Regions from separate parts of the Salvelinus alpinus genome. Here region 1 is linked to region 2. Evidence: chromatin contacts called from public Hi-C data. All regions are on one chromosome and are shown on one strand. Each heading gives the region's core, a stretch centred on a gene start, on an enhancer-like site or on the middle of the called end of the contact. The rest is flanking DNA. Distances are from core to core; before and after follow the strand shown.

The links. Hi-C and Micro-C count contacts between places; a contact is called where the count stands out from the background.
Region 1: a Hi-C map of muscle shows a contact between it and region 2, with 4 times the contacts expected there. The contact joins the promoter of LOC139570665 here to the promoter of LOC139570684 in region 2. A contact is called at or near these places in 2 of 3 Hi-C or Micro-C datasets (muscle and red muscle).

Annotation. Positions count from the first base shown.
Region 1 is chr3:39,268,849-39,274,738 of SLU_Salpinus.1, forward strand. It overlaps LOC139570665 (tubulin--tyrosine ligase-like), which reads left to right and starts at 4,305. Exons shown (of 8, transcript XM_071392737.1): 1 at 4,305-4,794; 2 at 5,296-5,411.
Region 2 is chr3:39,030,592-39,036,891 of SLU_Salpinus.1, forward strand. LOC139570684 (thioredoxin-dependent peroxide reductase, mitochondrial-like) reads left to right here and starts at 4,096. Exons shown (of 7, transcript XM_071392780.1): 1 at 4,096-4,339; 2 at 5,140-5,254; 3 at 5,480-5,621; 4 at 5,819-5,954. The coding sequence starts at 5,563. It overlaps sfxn4 (sideroflexin 4), which reads right to left and starts at 710. Exons shown (of 14, transcript XM_071392768.1): 1 at 506-710; 2 at 307-372. The coding sequence starts at 544.

The DNA of each region.
Region 1 (5,890 bases), core at 3,055-5,554, 240 kb after region 2:
CGTTAGAGAGAAAGAGCTGGCCAAATGTTGGCTAACGTTAGCTATTATTTTTGCCTCACTCACACTAGACCTGAATCAAATGATGAAACCATCAGCCAAATGATTCAAGATTGATATTCTGATGTTTTTTTCAGTGCAATGTGAGTTTTTATTAGACAGTATGGCAATGTAATGTTATTGATCTGTCAGTTTCCCTAGCTAATTCCCTACTTTTCACACTGACATAGTAATAAACAGCTCTAACGTTACAGGCTTCACTGTCATGGTGCACAGTAGAGGTCTTTGTGGAACCAATCTCTTCATTCCGCTCCCGCCAGCCTGCATCTGCAGCTTTTCATACCACACTCCGTCTGACTCCCACCAGCTACCGCAAGAACTGGTCCCAAACCCAACCGCAGTCCCGCCATGTTATTTTAGCGATGCAGCTCACTTGCCAGTCATGGTCCCAGCAATTTTGCACCCTATAGGCAATATCAAATGCGCAAAAATAACTTTTTCACATGGCCCTTACATGGCCCGAACTTCCACCTTGTGTATTCTACTATTCTAACTCAGTAAGTTGAGACCCCGACTGAGTTCCTCCAAAATGTTTTATATTTTTTTCAGTTTTAAAGCAAGTTTTCTGCAATTCTACAGTTTTGCCATGGGGTGGAGATAATGTTTTTTCTGTTTTGAAGCTCATTTCCCGCAATTCTACACATTTTGCCGTGACTTAAGCCATGTTAATGATATCTGAGTGAGAGTAACTAACAAAATCAATAGGGGCCCCCTGGAGGTCAGGGCCCCTGGGCAAGTGCAATGCGTAACCGGTCGGTATTTGGACATGATAGCTGTCTAGACTAATTTACAAATAAAAAAATTGTTAGCTGACATGGCTAATTGAGTGACTGTCATTGACTGCCATAACCAAATTCCGAACTTGCACCTTGTGCATTCTACTATTCCGCTTATGTCGCTTATGCCTGGAGCCAGCCCTGACTACCTACTGTTTTTTTTTGTGTCATTAATTATTGTGGCCACCAACAATTGGAATGTGCATGCCACCACCTACTGTGCGGGAGTGTGTAGTCCACAGGAGGTTGGTGGCACCTTAATTGGGGAGGACAGGCTTGTGGTAATGGCTGGAGCGGATATAGTGGAACAGTATTATTCCATTTGTTCCCGTTCCAGACATTATTATGAGCCGTCCTCCCCTCAGCAGACTTCACTGTTGTAGTCGATCACGTTACACTTACTTTGTGATACAAAAAACAGTGTGCTGGCTGTGGTGAAAAGGGAAGTTAAAAAGGGGGGGGGGAGATGGCACCACCAACTAACCCTGCACCTATATCCCACTCTCCTATAAAAACATAATGTTAAGATGCCAACCTTACTGAATGACATATTATTCAGATCACTTTGTATTGGCCTACTACTCACAGGGAACTGAACTCTTATCCTTGCTCATCATCCTCTACTCTCCTCCATGCCTCAGCATACGACACCTTCTGCACAATGACCCTGACAACCTCTAACTGTCTCTATCGCACCTGACACTTCTGATCCCCAGGGAACCCCCACAGTTGACACACAGCTTTTTCCAACGATTCTACACACTCCTTTGTCTCATGCCCTCCTGACCTGCACACTTCTTACATCTTGGAATCAGTCCTTCCTACACACTGCTGCAACATGCACATAAGCTTGGCATATATTAGGTGCCGTCACTCCTCACGATTCTCGTTCTTCAACGAAGCAGTGATTTGTAGATCTATGTAGCTATGCGGAGGCCAAGATGAGACTTATGTTTAACACTTGGGTAGGATAGGTGTAAAACACTATATTCAAATTGGGCCGAATCCTGAGCCCTCCCATCTTACAGAGCTCAATGATAGTCCATGGTGCCATCTGGTGGTGAAGAAATGCAGTGGCAAGAAAAGGTATGTGAACCCTTTGGAATTACTTGGATTTCTGCATAAATTAGTCTTAAAATTTGACCTGATCTTCATTTTAGTCACAACAATAGACAAACAACAGTGTGCTTAAACTAATAACACACAAATTATTGTATTTTTCTTGTCTATATTGAATACATCATTTAAACATTCAGTGTAGGTTGGAAAACATATGTGAACCCCTAGGCTAATGACTTTTCCAAAAGCCAATTGGAGTCAGGAGTCAGCTAACCTGGAGTCCAATCAATGAGACGAGATTGGAGATGTTGGTTAGAGCTGCCCTGCCCTATAAAAACACTCACAAAATGTCTGCTATTTACAAGAAGCATTGCCTGGTGTGAACCATGCCTCGAACAAAAGAGATCTCAGAAGACCTAAGATTAAGAATTGTTGACTTGCATAAAGCTGGAATGGGTTACAAACGTATCTCTAAAAGCTTTGATGTTCAATAGTCCACGGTAAGACAAATTGTCTGTAAATGGAGAAAGTTCAGCACTGTTGCTACTCTTCCTAGGAGTGGCCGTTTTGCAAAGATGACTGCAGTAGCACAGCACAGAATGCTCAATGAGGTTAAGAGGAATCCTAGAGTGTCAGCTAAAGACTTACAGAAATCTCTGGAGTCTACGATATGTCAAACACTAAACAAGAATGGTATTCATGGGAGGACACCACAAAAGAAGCCACTGCTTTCCAAAAACAAAACATTGCTGCACGTCTGAAGTTCGCAAAAGAGCATCTGGATATTCCACAGCGCTTCTGGCAAAATATTCTGTGGACAGATGAAACTACAGTTGAGTTGTTTGGAAGGAACACACAACACTATGGGGGGGGGGCACACCAACATCAAAACTTCATCCCAACTGTAAAGTATGGTGGAGGGAGCATTATAGTTTGGGGCTGCCTCAGGGCCTGAACCGCTAGCAATCATCAATGGAAAAAATGTATTATGAAGTTTATCAAGACATTTTGCAGGAGAATGTTAGGTTATCTGTCTGCCAATTGAAGCTCAACAGAAGTTGGGTGATGCAACAGGACAACGACCTAAAACACCAAAGTAAATCAACAACAGAATGGCTTCAACAGAAGAAAATATGCCTTCAGAGTCCTGACCTCAACCCGATTTTAAAATGCTGTGGCATGACCTCGAGCAGTTCACACCAGACATCCCAAGAATATTGCTGAACTGAAACAGTTTTGTAAACATGAATGGTCCAAAATTCCTCCTGACCATTGTGCAGGTCTGATCCACAACTACAGAAAACATTTGGTTAAGTTTATGCTGCCAAAGGAGGGTCAACCAGTTATTCACATACTTTTCCCACCCTACACTGTGAATGTTTACACAGTGTGTTCAATAAAGACATGAAAATGTATAATTGTTTGTTATTAGTTTAAGCAGACTGTTTGTCTATTGTTGTGACTTAGACGAAGATCAGATCAAATTTTATGACCAATTTATGCAGAAATCCAGGTAATTCCAAAGGGTTCACATACTTTTTCTTGCCACTGTAGCTAATAGCAGAACATTTATAGCGTACTGTGGGAATTCAAATATATTTTGTTTAATTGGGGATAGTCCGGGCCAGTCCAGTAAGTTCAGTTCAAGTCTAATTAGTCAAGTGTAGTCCGCCCAGTCTAGTCAATCAGTCATGTCTAGCCACGTGTCCAAACAGGCTTGGACCCCGGACATTGCTGTGCATTGTTTTTCACTATATGTCTCATAATTTATAAGATCTGCTGGGTATTGATTGAATAGGAGGCAAGCTCAACTGACCATTATTAGGCAATACTCTCAAGAGAATAAGATACATGAATTCAGAGATTACATCTGTATCCATTTCAAACAACCAAAATAGAGGTTTCTTTTAGACAAAAAATAAAAACTTTCTCTATCAAAACCTTTTGACCCTTAGAACAGACTTTCTAAACCCAGAGGCGCAACATCGCGAGACTTCCAGGAACGCTTGCGAAAGAGACAAAGCAGACCGCTTTGGGGTTTGAGAAGTCAATGGCCATGTTCGAGAGGATCAAAAACTGTAGTGTATCATGGGTAAATTGTGACTGACTTATCAACAAATAGAGTAGTTATTTATGATGCAAAGTTATTTGTAGATCAGTCAGTCGGCAGCCAATTGAGAGAAGATAAACATTATTCCTTAGTTGTAAATTGCCATAAGTAGTTGAACATGTAATTACTCCAACCTCATAAAATTGACAGACTGACACGTTTTCTTTCCGTAAACAACTTCATATTGGAGTTCCTCTCATTTGACCGCCTTTACATGCGCAGTTCGGCGCAAGATGACTGTTAGACCCGATGACGTGTTTCTGCGCATCAGCTTAGCTAGATCGTCACTAGTTACCACAACTACAAAGTCACAAGGCCTGTCTACACGACCAATCAGGTGAGGGAGTGTAATAACACGTTTACCGGTTTCGGTATATTTCGAGTTCAAGTTTTATGTTTAATGGTGTTTTCAAGACAATTGCGAATTTGGAAAGAAATTAGATCAAATCATGACGTCAATGATCTTCAGGTCGGAAAGTCCGAGTTCTAGAAAGATGCTTAATGACTTAAATGTAATGCAAGAGTTGTCGACTTGGAATTCGGAGTTGGATGACCGTTCAAAACTATTTTTCCCAGTCGGAGGTAGTTTTTTTCCCGAGTTCCCAGTTGTCTTGAATGCACTGAAATCAGAAGACGGGGATTTCCGAGTTTCAAGTTGTTTTGAATGGGACACACATAACTAAGTATGCCATGTTCAAAACAACTGAGAATCAGGACGTTCAAGACAACTGGGAACCACCAATACATTCGGCAACGCCACTGACGTTCATAACATTGTGAAAGGACAAAAGGGTAAGTTGTCTTTTTCTTTTTTAGTTAACTAATATACTAGTTATAGCTAACTTGCAACTCTCATCTAAAATGAGCTAGTTAACTAGCATAATGGATTCCATTCCAACCACAGAGTTATTCTATTTGATAGAGCAACATTGTTCGTTTTTAGATTCTCTACAAGCCTTTCATTATAATAGTAATATAGCCTATCATATTATTTCTATATATATTTTTTTTAAAAATTTTTTGGGGGGGGGGTAGATCAGCTTTAATATTGCAGATAGATTGTGGCTTCCGTCAATGTAATTGTCTGCATCATTTCCAATATAATATATATTTTAAAATATATTTTCCTTTATTAGTTCCCCCTAATCCTACCATCCCTCCCAATCCCTCGCCTATCGTATTCTTTACCTTTAACAGATGCACAGGAAACACTGCAAAGAGCTTTGGGGTGTTTAGAAAAGTGCGATGCAATTCCAATCAATTATTATAATACTGTTTTGCCATCTTCCGTAGCTTGAAGACCATGCCTTTGCACAGAGATGGAAACTGATTAAAAAAAATAAAAAGCTGGACTGCAAGGTGATAATAAACATCGCACAAGTTATCTGCTTTACTTTCCTGGTTTTAAGGTAAATATGAAAAAGTATATCTACCTACTGTTCGTAAAAGTCTATAGCTGCATTTATTTAAGATGTAAAAATAAAAAAATGACCGTAGTAAGTGCCAAATAAATCAACAGGGTTGAAATCTTAAATTAGCCAAAAAATTAACTAATTTAAAAAGAAAAAAAACGGAATATTTATGCGAAAGTGTGTATGTTTTACTTTACGTGATCTACTTGTCCGTTTGTTTAAATGCCATTTTAAAAACAATGCAGCTGTAGTCTGACACAGTGGACGCATCATAATACCCATAAAACCTAGCGGCCAAACGCAGCAATGGTTCCAATTGTCTTTCCACCATTCATTTTTTACATAGTGAATTTTACCAACACTTCAAATTAAGTACAGTATGTGTTTGGTGTAATTCTTTCTCGGATAAGGTGAGTTATCAATATATTTGTCTAAATTTACCCCAAAAATCGAAATGCTAATTAGCAACAGAGAAG
Region 2 (6,300 bases), core at 2,846-5,345:
TGAACCCCAACCCTATAAAAAGTGTGTATCAATTTAACCTTTTGTTTAAAAAAAATGACTTATCGCTAATATGAAATTTAAGGTCTTTATGCATCCAAATCTGTACAGCAAGAGAAAGTAGGTGTTAATGTTGAGACCAAAGCGTCCAGGCTGTTAAAAAAACGCCTTCGTCCAATGACGCTTATGTGTAATGGAACGGAGAGTAGTTCAAATCCAACTTTGCTAACGGTTCTCTCCACAATCGAGTCACATGTGGAGTTTACAAAAAATGTAATCATTCATAAGTCACATTTCCTGGATACTCACATCAGAGCAGAGCAAGGAACTTGGGTCAAGAATATTAAACCAGAGGCGTAGTCGACTGAGGAATGTCTGAAAAATAATTTCCATGCATTGAAACACTTCAGATCAACAATCATTCAAATATGCATTCTGTGGCTTACTAACGTTACATACAGTATGTTATTCATTGCTCATCTAATACGTTGATGGATGGGATATTCACCTTGCCCTCGTTTTTCCAATAAAGCAAGTTAATATCCATTTGAAAAAGCAACGACTACCCACAAAGTCACACTGAATTATTGGTGTATAGGTTACATATTTTGTTGCATTATGTAAAGAAATATAGAAATAACTCCGTTTGAATTGTACGTGTCTAGGTCAAGTTCTATGTACAATTTACTTCCTGAGTTGATCACATGGCAGGGAGCGTTTGCCATGTTCACAAGAGTCAGCTTGAGCTGAGCAGTGCGCAGATGGCAAGCACAATGACCAAAATTAAAAAATCTGCAGATAGCGAACCAGTTTATATTACGCCTGCTACGTTATGTTACTGGCGAACAAACTTTCTCTGCCAGATGTATTCCATATATATATATATATATATTATTTTTTTAGTTTTCCAAGGCATTCCAAAGGTATTTTACCTAGCTAGATAAGTTATTATTAGGCAGCCTACCTGCGCAAACCATTTGTATGACGCCCTAAAACATTGCACTGCTGTAGACACTTCTTCTTTTAATTGTGTTGGCGGATCGCATCCAACCAAGAGGTGCATACACTGCCACCTACTGTACAAGAGTGTCAGGTCGGTCACGTCCTCCCTAGTCTCCCGTTGCCATACCTCCAAAATCACTTCGTTGTCAAAGGTAATTTTGAGGTCTGGAGAAATTTTAGAAGCGAGTAACTGCGCCCCATTATATGGAGACCGGAGTATGGGAGTGTGCAAAGGAGTGGGCGTTTCTAAAGCGAGCAGGTAATTGGTCGGATATTACTCTGCTATGCCTAACCCTCTCTGCAAGGTCAAACATTGTCTAAGGTAAAACAACTCGAGATGAAAGTATAATATGTCCACATAACTAAACCAAGATCAAATCAAATCAAATTGTATTTGTCACATGTGTCCCGAATACAACAGGTGTTTTTATTTTTACTTTTTATTTCACCTTTATTTAACCAGGTAGGCCAGTTGAGAACAAGTTCTCATTTACAACTGCGACCTGGCCAAGATAAAGCACAGCAGTTCGACACATACAACAACACAGAGTTACACATGGAATAAACAAACATACAGTCAATAATACAGTAGAAAAAATAAAAATCTATTTACAGTGAGTGCAAATGAGGTAAGATAAGGGAGGTAAGACAATAAACAGGCCATGGTGGCGAAGTAATTACAATATAGCAAATAGACACTGGAATGGTAGATGTGCAGAAGATTAATGTGCAAGTAGAGATACTGAGGTGCAAAGGAGCAAGATAAATACATAAATACAGTATGGGGATGAGGTAGTTGGATGGGCTGTTCACAGATGGGCTATGTACAGGTGCAGTGATCTGTGAGCTGCTCTGACAGTTGGTGCTTAAAGCCAGTGAGGGAGATATGGGTCTCCAGCTTCATTGATTTTTGCAGTTTGTTCCAGTCATGGGCAGCAGAGAACTGGAAGGAAAGGCAGCCAAAGGAGCAATTGGCTTTGGGGGTGACAAGTGAGATATACCTGCTGGAGTGTGTGCTACGGGTGGGTGCTGCTATGGTGACCAGTGAGCTGAGATAAGGCGGGGCTTTACCTAGCAGAGACTTGTAGATGACCTGGAGCCAGTGGGTTTGGCAACGAGTATAAAGCGATGGCCAGCCAACGAGAGCGTACAGGTCGCAGTGGTGGGTAATATATGGGGCTTTGGTGACAAAACGGATGGCATTTTGATAAACTGCATCCAATTTGTTGAGTAGAGTGTTGGAGGCTATATTATAGATGACATCGCCGAAGTCGAGGATCGGTAGGATGGTCAGTTTTACGAGGGTATGTTCACAGCATGAGTGAAGGATGCTTTGTTGCGAAATAGGAAGCCGATTCTAGATTTCATTTTGGATTGGAGATGCTTAATGTGAGTCTGGAAGGAGAGTTTACAGTCTAGCTAGACACCTAGGTATTTGTAGTTGTCCACATATTCTAAGTCAGAACCGTCCAGAGTAGTGATGGTGGACGGGCGGGCAGGTGCGGGCAGTGATCGGTTGAAAAGCATGCACTTAGTTTTACTTGCATTTTAAGAGCAGTTGGAGGCCACGGAAGGAGAGTTGTATGGCATTGAAGCTCGTATGGAGGTTAGTTAACACAGTGTCCAAAAATATACAGAATGGTGTTGTCTGCGTAGAGGTGGATCAGAGAATCACCAGCAGCGAGAGCGACATTGATGTATACAGTAGACCTTACTGTAGTAGACCTTACTATGAAATGCTTACTTACGAGCCCTTAACCAACAATGCAGTTCAAGAAATAGAGTTAAAAAAATATTTACTAAATATACTAAAGTAAAAAATAAATAAAAAAATAACAGCCCTCCTTTCCCTGTAGTTCACGATCAGCTCCTTTATCTTGCTCACGTTGAGGGAGAGGTTGTCCGGGCACCACACAGCCAGGTCTCTGACCTCGTCCATATAGGCTGTCTCACGTTGTCAGTGATCAGGCCTACCACTGTTGTGTCGTCAGCAATCTTAATGATGGTGTTGGAGTCATGCTTGGCCACGCAGTCGTGGGTGAACAGGGAGTACAGGAGGTAACTAAGCATGCACCCCTGAGGGGCCCCATGTTGAGGATCAGCGTGGCAGATGTGTTGTTGCATACCCTTACCACCTGGGGGCGGCCTGTCAGGAAGTCCAGGATCCAGTTGCAGATGTAGGTATTTAGTTCCAGGGTCCTTAGCTTAATGTTAAGCTTTGTGGGCACTATGGTGTTGAACGCTGATCTGTAGTCAATGAACAGCATTCTCACGTAGGTGTTCCTTTTGTCCAAGTGGGAAAGGGTAGTGTGGAGTGCGATTGAGATTGTGTCGTCTGTGGATCTGTTGGGGCGGTATTTGAATTGGAGTGGGTTTAGGCTTTCCGGGATGATGGTGTGGATGTGAGCCATGCCCAGCCTTTCAAAGCACTTCATGGCTACCGACGTGAGTGCTACGGGACGGTAGTCATTCAGCCAGGTTACCTTCACTTTCTTGGGCACACAGACTATGGTGGTCTGCTTGAAACACGTAGGTATTACAGACTCGGTCAGGGAGAGGTTGAAAATGTCAGTTGGTCTGCACATGCTCTGAGTACACATCCTGGTAAGACCACAGCCTGTCGTTTCCAAAGGGAACAAATTAGTCATAGTGGGCAGAACAAGCAAGGAGGTGGGCAGAGCCAAGCACGAGCTAGCGAGATCCTATTTGCATGTTCTAGCATCATCTGCATATTTCCGTTAGAGAACACCGACTCTGTGAAGTGCGCGTGCGCAATAACTAAAATCGCCTTTGCGCACCTTCTAAACAACACGATTTTGAAATAACTTGGCTAAGGGCAAAGTCGACAAAACTTGTCCACTCTGTTCATAACAGATTTCTAGTTTTGTGAACAAAAACTTGATTGAGATCAAATGTTTCATCAATAAGAAAATGTGCAGAATGTCAATCTTGTTCCATCTTCTCCTACTTCCCGCCAGTGGGTTTACTCTCACTATGTGTTTTTTAAATTGTTTTATTTTGGGTGGATTAAATTAGTTTTCCCTGTCGCATATGGGTTGTATTTTTACCTTGTTTTTTTCAACTCGTCCAGTTGGCGGCGGTAATATATATTTTTGGGTTGTAGTCTGCCATAAAACCCACAGAAGAAGAATAAGTCGTGCATCTTATCTTTTTTCACCTGTTGTCATTCCCAAATCCCGTTGCTGTACCTTAGATAAGCTATTGTACAACTTGATATCGAAAAACAAACCATATAAGAAGAGGACGCAAGTCCACAGAGTTTCTATACCCAGAGGCGCAACATCGCGAGACTTCCAGGAACGCCTGCGAAACAGACCAGGTCGGGGTTTGAGAAGTTAATGAGAGAAGTTAAAAAATCTTACTTAGTTGGTAAATCTAAAGGCACAACCTAGATCCAAGCCAATGTCTTAAGTAATTAAGCATGTTGTTTTCATCCAAAACAACTTTATATCGAAGGAGTGCCTTTAAATTTACGACAAGCACATGCGCAGTTCGCTTGAGACTACCGTTCTCTTTGTCAAGGCCATGTGATTTGCTGCAGTGAGTGTCCTCTCCTCATTCTCAAAACACATTGGAGGAGAAGGTCAGAGGGGAGGGACCTCTGGATTTCTCATCCAATGGGTTTTGAGAAGGAGAGGCGTGCGGACGCTAGAAGTATTCAAATTGAGGCCTTGGTATCCAGTAATGCGATTCGGCCTCTGCTCTTGTCAATATACAAAATGGCAGCCACCATTGGGAGACTATTAAAGACCTCTGTAAGTTCATTCAGAATTATTTTTATGTTACAACGTTACCAGTAGTAGTGGGCTGCATTGAAATACAAACGGTATAATAGCAATTTAAAATTTCGTTGTAGCTATATAAATGGCAATGCGAATTGGACAAAGAGTTGCAAAAAGTGTCAACTGAGCTTGACGGGAACGTCACTAATTTTATTCAGGACAAATCCCTCTGCCCAAATAAAAACTTACCGCTAATGCCAAATTTGAGTAAAAACTCTAAATATACAATCACTGATTATACTAACTGTCTAATGATCATCAGCGCCAGTAATAACGGTTGTTGTCACGAAGTGCAATTTCTCTATCTCCCTTTCTAACGTTACCCCTCCCCATCTAGGCAAAGGTTGCAACTGGAGGACTGAAAGTATCAGCCTCGCCACATGGAAATTCAGTGAGCAAGGCCTCAAGAATTTTGATCTGTCCTGTACTGCAGAAAACCTGTTTCTCCACCAGTATGTATAGACCATGGACAGGGAATGTGATATGAAGTTGATCAAAGTGAGGGGGGATGCAACAATTATGCCTATTAAATTGCATTCTCAAAACACATTCATTAACTGCTCAACAATTTTATACAATTATATTAAAGTCATGCAATAAAGTAAATGTTATAACATTTTTGTAATTCCCCTAAATATAGAATCCACTTTATTCATTTAATATCTTTCTCCCAATAGGTACAGCTGGATGGGCTCCAGCTGTCACTCAGCACGCACCACATTTTAAAGCTACAGCTGTCCACAATGGCGAGTTCAAGGAGATGAGCCTAGATGACTTTAAGGGCAAATACCTGGTCCTTTTCTTCTACCCTCTCGATTTGTGAGTAGCACTATTCCCTTGGAAAGACGAGAATGGATTGCTGTGTTTAGCTGCATGTCGTGTACGGTACACCATCCTTGACTTTATTAGTCTTTAGAATTATTTAACGGCCTATGCTCTTTGCACTACAGATACTTAAGCAGGAGATTGTGGATGTGCCATTTTATTCAGAAGCATTTTTTTCTTTCTCATTACAGCACGTTTGTTTGTCCGACAGAGATCATCTCATTCAGTGACAAGGCCAGCGAGTTCCATGACATCAACTGTGAAGTAGTGGGCGTGTCGGTGGATTCGCACTTCACCCACCTGGCATGGATAAACACCCCTCGCAAGGTACAGTGGGTAGGGTAGTATTCCATAGACATACAGAAATCATTCCATATACAGTACCAGTCTAAAGTTTGGACACACCTACTCATTCCAGGTTTTTTCTTTATTTTGACTATTTACTACATTGTAGAATAATAATGAAGACATCAAAACTATGAAATAACACATATGGAATCATGTAGTAACCAAGTGTTAGATTTTAGATTCTTCAAAGTAGCCACCCTTTGCCTTGAAGACAGCTTTGCACAGTCTGACATTCTCTCAACCACCTTCATGAGGTAGACACCTGGAATGTTTTTCCAACAGTCTTGAAGGAGTTCCCACATACTGAGCACTTGTTGGCTGGTTT